Regions from separate parts of the Mus musculus genome. Here region 1 is linked to region 2. The links are chromatin contacts, called in public HiChIP or PLAC-seq maps. All regions are on one chromosome and are shown on one strand. Each heading gives the region's core, a stretch centred on a gene start, on an enhancer-like site or on the middle of the called end of the contact. The rest is flanking DNA. Distances are from core to core; before and after follow the strand shown. Region 1 holds the start of Cpt2 (carnitine palmitoyltransferase 2). Region 2 holds the start of Gpx7 (glutathione peroxidase 7).

Region 1 (6,087 bases), core at 738-3,237, 480 kb before region 2:
ACGTCGGCTGCTCCATGAGAGCATACAGTAGTAGGGTGGATTGGTTTGTTTTTTGTTTGTTGGTTTTGTTTTTGGAGGAAAGGGGCTCGTTGGCTTTTTTCCCAAGACAGGTTCTAAAATGTAGCTCTGGCTATCCTGGAACTCACAATATAGATGAGGCAGGCCTTGAACTCACAGCCAGCCTCCACCTTCTGAATGCTAAGATTAAAGGTATGCACTACTACCCTTGACTAGTGATAGTATTTATAATTCCAGGAACCTGCCACTACACCTGACAAGCAATATTATTTATACTTCCAGGATCTTACAGACGTTTGTGCTGTGGACAAGACTAAACTATGTTGAATATTCTTACAGTTTTCCAATTCTAAACTACCGACAGTCCACCTGATCTTAAACCTGGGTAAGGCACAGGCCTGCCTGAAAGTCAGTGCCCATCTGACTCAGCAAATGAAAACTCTCTTTCCCAAGCCCTCACCTTTCCCCTACATATTAATGCAGCTCACACAGGCTGTCTGGAGAAGCCAGGTCACACCCTCATCCTGCAATAGCAAAGTCCCTTTCTCTTTCCCCCTCCGTCCTGCTGAATTCAGATAACCTCACTGTAGCTGGTCTCACACATAAGCACACTGGGTTCTTGCTGAGAAGGCACGGTGGGCAGATGACACTGGGTTAAATAACTGCTGGACACGGAGGAAAACAAACCCCACAGCAGGGAACAATACCATGGTACAATGTGTGTCTTTTCCCGGATGGAGCAGGAAGGATCACTGGCAGCTGGGCCAGGACAGTGAGGGGGATTTGAAACAGGTTTGGAGCTTGGTTTGGGAAATAAACAATGAATGCAAAGACAATTTAGGTTTGGCTTAGAGTGAAGGTAATTTCTATTCTGGCAACCTAGAACAAAGCTGAGAGATCAACGAGAAAACTAGACTCCAGATTTAAGGAAGTACTGGGTATTGGGGACAGGGGGTGACGGACATGGAGGAACACTTATTAGGGCTGTTTGAATAGGTCAGGTAGTGTGGGTGAGGTGTTGGGGACCACCCGAAAGAGTGCTGAGGAAGGTTTGGTGGGTATGAAAAAGTTCTAGGTTAAGGCTGACCTTAGAAGATGGAGCAGAAGATGGAGAATGCTAAAATGAGGATAAAGATGTGCTTGCAGCAACGATGGGACACTACCAGAACAGGTACTGGAAGAGGAGTGGGCTGGGTGTTCTCAGCAACAGGTAAAGGTGAATAGGGGACACTGACCCGAGGGAGACCCATGTTAGGAACTGGCTATCCTCCCTCAATGGGGGTGCCCTATATCTTTAATCTCAGCACTCTACAGGCAGAAGCAAGAGGATCTCTAATAGGCCATCCTGGTCTACAGAGCTAGTTCTAGGGCACACAAACCCTCAAAACAAAACAAGGAATTGACCACCCTAGTAGAAAGGATTCGGGTGATTTTCAGGCATTAAGTGTGTAGGGCTCAGGATAGCTGTCTGAAAGATTAATGGAGCGGGCAGGAGTTTGTAGGATTCAAGATGAACTTGTAGACGGGAGGGTTGCGGAGGAGACTTTAAAGTTTCTGAATCTTCTGAGCCAGGGAATTTTCAAAGTCTCAGGCTTTCCAAGCTGGGGAATGTGACTGCCTCCAGGGCCGGAGGTTCAGGGCAAGTCCTAAGCACCAGGAGTCGGGTCTGGGCCGGGGCCAGGAGGCTGGGCTCACCTGGGCAGGCTGTCCTGGTAGTGCATGGTGGGTACGATGCTGTGCTGCAGATACTCGGCGGGCCCCGAGACAGCACTTAAGGGCCGACTAGGGGCTCCCAGGACAAGCGAGGGGCACCGGGGCCAGTCACGCAACAGCAGGCGCGGCATCATCGTCCCGGGCGGCAATGGCGGCTTGAGGACGCGGTGGCTGAGGGAGTTCCCGAGCAAGCAGGCCGCTGCCCTCAGGCCCGGGACACCCGTAGAGACTTAACGTCCAGTTCAACTCCGCCCACAGGGGCACTTCCGGGCACCGATAGGCGGTGGCCCCGCCCACACTTGGCCTCTCCCAGAGCCCGCCCACATCGTGGCCACGCCCAAGAGGCGGCCACGCCCACCTGGGCCGGAAGCGGTCTCTAAACTATAGTAAGCCCAGCTTCTTGCCCGAAGGTGGCAGGCATGTAACTCTGAAGCTAACCTCTTTTCCTTTCACAGAACTGGATAGAAATCAAAAGTAGAGAAAAAAGAAACGCTGAAACTTGGCATTTGGCAGACCTATCCTTGTCAAGGCTTGGTCTCTAGAGACCAAGAACATTTCAAACCTTTGTCTTCTAAGTAGAGAACAAGATCAACAAACGCCTCCACAGTTCTAGATTTACTGAACAATAGTCATACTTATTTCACCAATATAATTTGTTAGGCAGAATACTTTACTCATACTAGGTCCGTGTAGCATTCCCCAAGCCTGAAGTCTTTGAAGTGTGTGGCTTCGCGGGGCGGGGGGGGGTGGGGGTGGGGTGGGGTGGGGGGGGGATAGGGAACTTTCGGGATAGCATTTGAAATGTAAAGAAAATATCTAATAAAAATATTATTAAAAATGTATAACTGGAAATTGGGGGTGCATGCCTGTAATCTGAAGGAGAGGCAGAGGCAGAGTGTCAAGAATTCTAGCCTATATTCAGCTACATAGCGAGTTGGAAGCCATCCTGGGCTACACGGGACTGTGTCTTAATCAAAACAAGAGGAAGGAAGGAAAAAGAATGTACAGGAACCAGAAATGAGCATCCTTTTTCAGATTGAATATTTCAAAGGAAAAAAACAAAACAGGTTCCCTACCAAGAGGAAACCCTTGTCCTCTAGTTCTGGGTGTCTTTTAGCCTCAGTCCACCGTAGGAGGCTACCTGTCAGCACACATGGGTCCTGAAGTCCCAAACTTTTCAGGAATTCAAAGATTCTTGAACGTGAACATCCCCATCCATCGCTAAACCACCACAGGCAAGCAACATATACCATACCCCTCTGGTCTCTGCCTCATCTGTAGCTAAAGAAGTAATAGGTTCTGCTACCACTTATTTTACATAGTGAATTATTCTCACTTGAAGCACAACAGAATTCCATTCTGGAAACACAACCTTCCTTTAGCTCCAGCTGTCTGTCAGGACCCTGTAGATCTGAAGCAGCCAAGTACATTTTGTCTGTTCCATAAGTAGGTAGGCAGAGCCATGAGCTGGAACACATCCCAAAGGGCACTGGATTTGGAGTTCAGGGGACCTGAGTTTGTTTCTCGGGCTCTGTCCTTATTTAGATGACCAGCAGTTAAACAGGAAACTCACTTACCAGCTCCATACTGAAGAACTTTTCTTCATTGACTGAAGAGCTAAGCACAGAATTCAAAGCTAGTGGGAACCAGGGATGTAACTCAGTGGGCAGGGTGTTTGCCTAGCATGCATGAAACCCTAGGTTTGATCCCTAGTATCACATAAACCAACCAAATATGGTGGTGCATGCCTGTAATCCCAGCACTGGGAAGGTGGAGGCCTGAGAATTGATTCGATGTTGACGGGTGGGATGGCTCAGGGAGTAAGGTCCTTGGCACTGATGATGATCTGAGTTAAGTCCCTGAGACACAATGGTGGAAAAGGAGAACAGACTTGTGAAGGATGTCCTCTGACCTCCACACACAACATAATAAAATGGCAATTTTAAAACAAAATTTTAAAAATACCAAACTTCTAATTTTCCTCCCTTGAGAACAGACCTATCTGGCCCAAATTCAAAGTATCAGAATCTCTTGTCTGTACTGTAGAGTGTCATAGGAAGAATATAAAATCCTTTCTGAAAAAGTTCATTTGTCAGGCCAGGAATGCTGGCCTTTAATCCCAGCCCTTGGGAAGCAGAGGGAAACGATTCTGTGTGAGTTCGAGGCCAGCCTGGTCTACAGAGTGAGTTCCAGGATATCCAGGGCTACACAGAGAAACTGTCTCAAAAACAAAAGATCAGTTGTCTCCAAATCCTAGTAGTTTTCAAAACCTTGAAACCTGTGGGGATACTGTCGTCCCTTGAGTGGCGCACCACAAAAGTGACTGAGCCACAAAAGCCATCAAAGTGAACGTTCTTAGAAACAAGAGACTTTAACTAGAGAGGAGGAGAAAGAGTTCACACTTCAACGAAAAGATCCAGCTGGTAAAGGGAGACCGAACCCAGCATAAGTAAACAGCCAAGTAGTCAAAGAAATGAGAAAGTGGTACCTAGAATCGGCTGGGCTTGAGTCCTGAGTTGCCAAGTTCCACCAGGCTTTACCTAGAACAAACACTGCATGACAGTATGGTTGTTAAAGGAGAACCCTAAGTGCAGGGGGAACTTAACCAAGCAGGCCCACTGTCTACTGGACTCTCCCCATGTTTCCACACTCACCCATGATGACTGTACGCCTAGATGGGATTCCACTGTTGCAGATGTCCCTCAAACACTTTGGGACAGGGACGTACTAGAGGACATGGGTGTCATCCTTACAATGGGCGATCAGGCCTTCTTTGATGACATTGTGGAACATGAACAACTGGGCCTAACTGGCCTCCTAAAGGGGATCACCACCAATCCTAAGGGACACTGCCCACCCAGAGCCTCCTTCCATCATGGTATCTGACCCCATACTGCTGGCCTGGCTGTCAGATGTCAATATCTGGGTAGATCAATGGCCAATCATTGAACCAAAATTTTTCTCTCTCAAAGAACTGATTGAGGGAAAACTTAAACTTGGTCTCATAGAACCCTTGACCAGTAGACCCTCATCTTTGTCATAAAAAAAAAAGAAGTCAAGAAAATATAGACTCTTACAAGATCTGAGAGCTATCAATGAACAAATGGAAGAAATGAGGATGGTTCAGGTGGGAATGCCTCATCCTGGTGCCCTCCCACCCTTCTGTCACAGGCTAGTGATGGAGATCAAGGGCTGTCTTTTCCAAATCCCCTGGCACCTAGGACAGATGTGGCTTTGCCTTTACAGTGTGGGAACCTAATATGCAAAACCCAGCTAGGAGACACCAATGGACAGTTCTCCCACAGGGAATGAAAAATAGTCCCACCATCTGCCAGCCTTATGTGACTGAGGCACTACAGGCCTTGCAAACATCTTGCAAGATCTTGTGCCACCTGCACCCCAAAAGTTATTTTGATCGTCCACTATATGGACAATATTATGCTGGCACATCCTGATTCATCTCTTTCACAAGGAACTACCTCACAGCTCCTGAAAGACTGAGAAGAGCTTAATCTGTGGGTTGTGCCCCCTCCCCCCAAAAACTCAGTGCCCCCATATGCCTTTCTGGGATTCTCCATTTCTAAGCAGATTAGACCCCTGACTTCTCTATTTCTCAGACCTACTCCCTCGTGGGGCTTCAACAGCTGTATGGGACTATGAATTGGGTAAAGCCATTTCTCCTGACCCCCAATCAAGAGATGAGAAGTCTCTTCTCACTATTGGAAGGTCCTGAAAGCCCCTCAGCTAAGATCATCCCTACCCAGGATGCTAAGAGACTCCTGCAGAAGGTAATAACCTGCTTGTCTTGCCTTAAGAGACATAACCCTTTGAGGCCTTTGCTGGCAATAACTATGTGGACCATGGAGGGTCTCCTAGGGGCCCTGTGGCAAAATAGCCTCCTCATGTAGTTGCACCAAGATCACTCAGAAATACATAAGATCACCTCCAAATATGAAATCGCCTTTACTTGCTCTTAAGGTGAGGGGCTTGGTGAGAATTTATAATAAGGAACCTGATAAGACAATACAGTCCCTTTTCTCTTAAGCACTCAGTCTTTTTTTTTTAAGATTTATTTTATTTATTATATGTGAGTACACTGTAGCTGTCTTCAGACACCAGAAGAGAGTATCAGGTCTTGTTCTAGACGGTTGTGAGCTACCATGTGGTTGCTGGGAATTGAACTCAGGACCTCCGGAAGAGCCGTCAGTGCTCATAACCGCTGAGCCATCGCTCCAGCCACACTCTCAGTCTTTATGAGCAGATTCCCTTAGTTGTCACGAAATGATGGCAGGCTTCCAGGACACTCTCGATAACCACCCACCCCAGATAACCATCTGATGGCCCTTCCCCATTTAC
Region 2 (6,043 bases), core at 3,423-5,922:
GTGTGTGTGTGTGTGTGTGTGTGTGTGTATGTGTGAGATCCCCTGGAATTGGAGTAACATGTGAGCTGCTAAGTGGATGCTGGGAATTGAACCCAGGTCCTTTGGAAGAACAGCCAGTGCTCTTAACCAGTAAGCCAACTCTTTAGGCTCCAGAATCCCACTTTTTAATAAGCAGTCTCAAAACATCAAATGTTTGACCTTAGTGAACCAAGCCTGCTTCTTACATAGATAGCCAGTCTGAAGAAGAGATAACCTTCAGGGCAGTGGTGGCACATGCCTTTAATCCTCTCACTTGGGAGGCAAGGCGGTAAGATCTCTGTGAGTTCCAGGACACCCTGGTCTACAGAGTGAGTTCCAGGATAGCCAGGGCTGTTAAAGAGAAAATCCTTGTCTTGAAAAATGAAGGAGGGAGGGAGGGAGGGAGGGAGAGAGGGAGAGAAAGAGAAAGAGAGAGAGAGAGAGAGAGAGAGAGAGAGAGAGAGAGAGAGAACTTATATTGTAAAACTTACTCCTTAAAATGAGCTACCTGCCTAACCTTCCAGATAGTGCTGTACAGATGTCCCACCTGTTAAGACCTAAACAGTCAGAGCATAGTGACATTGAAACACTGCCTGAATGTCCACGAGCCCCACTCCCCACACACATAAAAGCAGCCCCTTAGATCACCTCTGAACAGTTTTTCTACTGTCTTAATCTGTTGCAGACAGACCATGGGATACCTAACCAACTCTACTGCCTCTTTCTGCCCTGATGAACTCATTCACAGCCCACACATCTTGCCTGTCTCTGGTATTCCAGGCATGGCAATTTAGCTGATCTTTTCAGCTTAAGAGAAGGTTTTCCTTTAACATTGAGGCTTTGACTCAGAACAAGAGACTCCCAGTCGCCTTGATCAGCCTTCTCCAGGTGTGTGATGTCCCGTGCTCATGCCTTGTTTTTTCTATTCGAATCTATAAGCTCAACTAGTGACAAAGGCACGATGACCTGTCTCATTCCAGGAGCCCCTGTGAGTGAAGACAAGATCTCGGGAAAGTGCTAGGGTGAGAAAGTATGGCTTCCTTCGCTTTCCTCCGAGGATCAGGAAGAGAAAGGTAACCCACCCAGCTACCAGCTTCTGCTGCCAAGGAGGGAAGGTGAGGGGGAGAAGGGACAAGACTCACGGGTTAGGTACTTGAAGGCAGGGTGGGCACCAGTGCCAGTGACTGCGATCTTGCTAAACATGGGAAAAGAGACACTGTAGGTGCGGCGGGCAAAGTTCTCAATCTCCCTGTTGGTGTCTGGTTCCTGTTGGCCAAACTGGTTGCAAGGGAAGGCAAGCACATTAAAATGATGGGGGCCCAGGTCCCGCTGCAGCTGCTGCAAGGCTCGGTAGTTCTGGTCTGTGAAGCCACATTCGCTAGCTACGTTCACCACCAGGGAAACCTGCATGGCAAAATCGAACAAAGAAAAAGAAAGCTCAGAGCCACATACAATCCAGCAAAAAGGCATGCTTTTGTATCTGTTCTGGTGTGTTCACATAGGTGACTCCTTCACACAGGCAAGAATACCATGTATATATAGATGTAAATAAGTGTGTAATGTTCATATAAACACACCCACACATAAAAGCAGGCACATAGGGGTCTAGACACATGTACACACATACATGAATATCTGTGACTGTATGCACACAATTCACCTAAATTAATATGCACATGCTCTATGATCCAAACCTGCACTAGCTAGTAGTACACATATCCACAAATACACATAGCACATTCACAGAGAGGCATGCGCACAGGGAGTACAGGTCAGTAGGTGATCTTTTGGAGGAGACAGGTACGCTTGGGTTCAGTTTGTTCGGATCAGCTGGATAATTCAGATTTTCCAGATGAGTTCCTTCCTAGAAGTTTCTAAAGACAAAGGAAGCAGAGCTGTGTGTCCCTCTGTACCCTTCCCTGGAAGAAGCTGCCAGCACATGGATACACAGATAGAATGACTACCCCCTAGGACAATCCCTTTTGATTTGCTCCCTTCCAGCAAACAAATGCTTAGAGTTTGATAGCTGAGCCCTAATTTTTGTAAAGGTTTTAGGCAATAAATTCAAAGCCAGCCGATGGAACTGAGTTATAATGTACTTAGAATGTTGGCAGGAAGGCCACATTTCCAGCTTCTACTCTGTATTATTAAAAGATTAAAAATCCTTTGCCTGTGTGCCCTAGCCCTATCTCCATGGCTGCTTTTGAGACAAGTTGGGGATAATATCATCTGGCTACCCAAACTAGATCATTTCCCGGGGTCAGTCTGGCACGCTGGACACAAATTGCTCAAGCTAGTCTCAGATTCAGCGCTACTAAAATTATGGGTCTTCACCTTGGGGAGCTGCCCTGTTTATTGTAGAGTTCTGGCGTCCTCCTAGCCTGAACTGACTAGATGCCTAGGCTTGATGACCAAGAGTAGTTCCCCATGGCGGTCTGTGGCACATACCTGTAATCCTAGCTCTAAGGAGCTGAGGCAGCAGAATTTCAAAGTGGAGGCCAGCCTAGACAGTAAGACTGTCTCTTAAAAAGAAAAGAAAAAAGAAGCAAAGCAAGGAAAAAATGTTGCATGCCTTTGATTCCTGCATGTAGCAGGCAGAGACAGAGTCAAGTGAATCTCTATGAGTTCAAGACCAGCCTGGCCAACTTGAGCTCATTACCTCACATAGCCGTAGCTGGCCTGCGACTTGCTATGTTGACCAGATTGGCTTTGAACTCACAAATATCTGCTTGCTTCTGCCACCCAAGTGCTAGGATTAATTGTGTGTAGGCTAATTCTATATCCTATACCTTTTAGTATTTTTAAAGCTTTTTTGTTTTGTTTATTTATTTATTTATTTTTGAGACAGGTTTTCTGTGTGTAAGAGCCCTGAGTGTTCTGGAAGATTCTGTAGATCAGACTGGCCTGTAATTCAGAGATCTCCCTGCTTCTGCTTCCCAAGTGCCGGGATTAAAGGCATGCACCACACACCCGGCCTTTTTTTAAAGCTCTCATTGCTATTGGGATTGGCTGGTTCAGTTTTCAGTGCCTTATTTATTGTCTCTTCTCCCTATAAACTTGATTAAAACATGAACGTGTTTTAATCACCATCTGTCTACCTTCATTACAGGCCTTCCCTGACTAGTAAATGGCCTTGCTCTTTGCTGCCGTTTGTCTGGAGTCTTGGATGCTGTCATTGACAAGACCTGTCATCCATACAGAGCGCCTAAAGCTTACCTAATGTTTCTACACTGTTTTCTCTCTTGAAACTTACAGCACACTGGTCAGGGCAAGGACTCTCAGTGTAATCGAGAACAACAAGGCTATTGAGAATAGTTTTGCCCCTAAAGATACTCTTGCTTGCAAGAAAAGCCTACTGAACCATCCAACTCTGGATGATGGGGTCACAAGTCAGTTAGTGTTCAATAGCAGTCTTCACACCAGGATCTCCAACTCCAACTCAAGAGACAAAAGGTTCTTTGAAGGATTTTTAAAAATTAATTAATTACCTTTTTTTTTTTTTTTTTTTTTTTAAAGATAGGGTCTCACCATGTAGCCCTGGCTTTCTGGATCGCCCAATGTAGATAGACACTAAATTGGTCTTGAACTCACAGACTCTCTTCCTTCAGCATGCTGGGATTAAAGGTGTGTGCTACCATGCTCCTCTCTTGAGAAGATTCTTCATCGCACCAGAGTCTCTGAACTTTACAGTTCAAAGTCTCCCTGGCAGTCAGCCTCATCTAACACCGGTTAGTCTAGCAGTTTGTATCTCTCAAGTACCCGCTGCTGAAATCCCTGGTCCACCCTGACCTTTCTTGTTGTTTTGCTTCTGTGTCTGGACTTGGCCAGCTCTCTCTGTCTGGATTGATCTGTCTTGCTCAAGTTTTATTTAAAAGACCCAATCCTGACACACTTCCTTCTTACTGTGATTCGCCTAGTGAGTAGGGCAGGCCCATTAGCAACTCCATCACAACTGCCCTCTAAGGGGTGGGTCTTAGGAGGATCAAGGATGGGAAGGGTGTATAGGGGGTTCTCTTACAACTTGGATTGCTTTCCACTGTTGTATCTTTGCTCTCAGGGCCTGAGGGTGGATTCTAAGAATCATGAAAAGGTCCATTTTTGATGGTCACTCCCTCCACTGCACATTTGTCTCTCTGCGTTCTCATTGGACCCACTGTTACAGGAGCAGAAGCTGGACTGGACCGGCAAAGGGCCATAAAGGCTAGGGTTTCTTTTCCACTTGGGAGAGGCAAAGCGGAGAGCGGAGGGCATTCACCTTCCGGGTGAGATCCTGAGCCTCGCAGAGCGCAGTCAGCGCGGGTGGCTCCTAAGCTGTGCCACGTAGCCGCAGGCCTGAGTGGGCAAGGGTTTGGGAGCGCCGGTTGCACCGATCTCGCGGCTGGGATGAGCAGGGTGGTGTCCGAGCTGTGGCACACCCGAGAGTAGCATCCCCACGGAGCCCCTCCCTCCCCTCCGCGCCAGGCCCGCAAGGAATCGTCACTCACCGAGCCACGGTACTTCTCCAGCGACACCAGCTTGCCCCGGATGTTGACCGCCTTGAAGTCGTAGAAGTCCTGCTCGGATTGCGCGCAGGCCGCGGCCCACAGGAGCAGCCACGCCGTCGCCACAGCTGCAACCATGGTTCACTCCCGAGGTGGCGACTTGGCGAGGGCAAAGACAAGGCGGAGGGGACCCCGCCGTGTGGGGCGGGAGGAGGCGGCCCGCTGGGCAGGACGCGCCCCCTTCTCAGTCGTCTCTGCAGGCGCAGAGTCCCGGCTCTGGACCTCAGTTTCCCTAGCTGCTCTGCGCTGGTTAGCTTCAGATCGCAGGATCCTGTTTTCTTGAGGCTGAGACCAAAATTCGCTCAAACTCAAGCTCAGGGCGCAGAGACTTAATAGGGAGATAGCGGAGAAAAATCTGTGAGGATTAGCTTCTAGTGCCTGGCCTTAGGCGGATCGCTCCACCACTCTGAGCCCCAGTTTCTTTACGGGAATATTACCTAGTGTAGAATTGGGAGTACTGGACTGTAACGGGAAAGTGCTGGAAAACAATTTGATAGCTGAACGATGCGTACAAACTTTAGGTTAATGGATGTAGTGTTTCCCCAAAGTCAGACAAGTGTGGGAGACAAGTCTGCTGCGGTTTGGATTCCAGCAGTGCATGGGGGTTAGGAGAGCTTGCCTATCTAGTCAGTCACTGGATTATTGCCTCCTTACTGGAGGTGCAGCAGGAGCCAAGAAGGCCCGGTATCTCCAGCAGCTGACAGTTAAAAGCTCTTTGTGGACACAAACGTGGGTAGCAGCTGCAATCTCAAGTTAGTGACAAGAGATCTCAATAGCAAGCTACAGCGTTTCCCAGGCGCAGAAAAACGTCTATGACACCCATAAAGGGCCAAGCATCCGGTGGCGACTTAGTATGAGTTAACACACATTTGGAGTACCTGTTCTATGCCAAGTTCAGCTCTAGCCCCCCACCCCCCACCCCCCACCCCCCACCCCCACCCCCCGTGCAGTGAGGGAAAACATGTGGGCTTCCTATTCAGAGGGAGATAGGACACTAAAAATTTTACAGTTAACTCCAAAACTACAGTTGTGGCCGGTACAGTACCACCTAATAAAGTCGAGGTTGTGTGTGGGCAAACGAAAGGAGGTTTGAACTGAACTCTTGACAAATGAATAGAAATTATTCAGGTAAAAGCAGAAAGTTGTACAAGGCCTCCTGGGAGAGTGAAACATGATACAATGGGCAACAAAGACTAGTTTGGCTGACATGAAAGTACGCTTGGGGGTGGGGGAGGGGAGGTAGTCGTGAGGCCACACAGCCTCCGAGGGCCACAATAAAGTTTACAGGCTTGCCCTACATGATAGCCAATGTCTTTAATCCCAGCATTTGGAGGACAGAGGCGGGCAGATCTCTGAGTTAGTGGGCAACCTGGTCTATATAGTACCAGGCCAGCTGTGTGTGACTTAATAGGGAGACATCGTATTAAAAAAAATTACAAGCCTTAAACTAAGAAATAAAGTTTTGGGTTTTTTTTGTTGTTGTT

What was found. HiChIP or PLAC-seq counts read pairs in DNA pulled down with a chosen protein or histone mark.
Region 1: an H3K27ac HiChIP or PLAC-seq map of the NIH/3T3 cell line shows a contact between it and region 2, with 3 times the contacts expected there. The contact joins the promoter of Cpt2 here to the promoter of Gpx7 in region 2. A contact is called at or near these places in 2 of 39 promoter capture datasets (the 3T3-L1 cell line and hippocampal neurons), 1 of 484 Hi-C or Micro-C datasets (embryonic stem cells) and 1 of 115 datasets of contacts at active chromatin or transcription factors (the NIH/3T3 cell line).

Annotation. Positions count from the first base shown.
Region 1 is chr4:107,921,602-107,927,688 of GRCm38.p6, forward strand. It overlaps Cpt2 (carnitine palmitoyltransferase 2), which reads right to left and starts at 1,988. Exons shown (of 5, transcript NM_009949.2): 1 at 1,714-1,988. The coding sequence starts at 1,865.
Region 2 is chr4:108,402,041-108,408,083 of GRCm38.p6, forward strand. It overlaps Gpx7 (glutathione peroxidase 7), which reads right to left and starts at 4,673. Exons shown (of 3, transcript NM_024198.3): 1 at 4,503-4,673; 2 at 1,161-1,422. The coding sequence starts at 4,637. It overlaps Gm32297 (a long non-coding RNA gene), which reads left to right. Exons shown (of 6, transcript XR_003955247.1): 3 at 704-906; 4 at 999-1,091; 5 at 3,535-3,746; 6 at 4,076-4,507.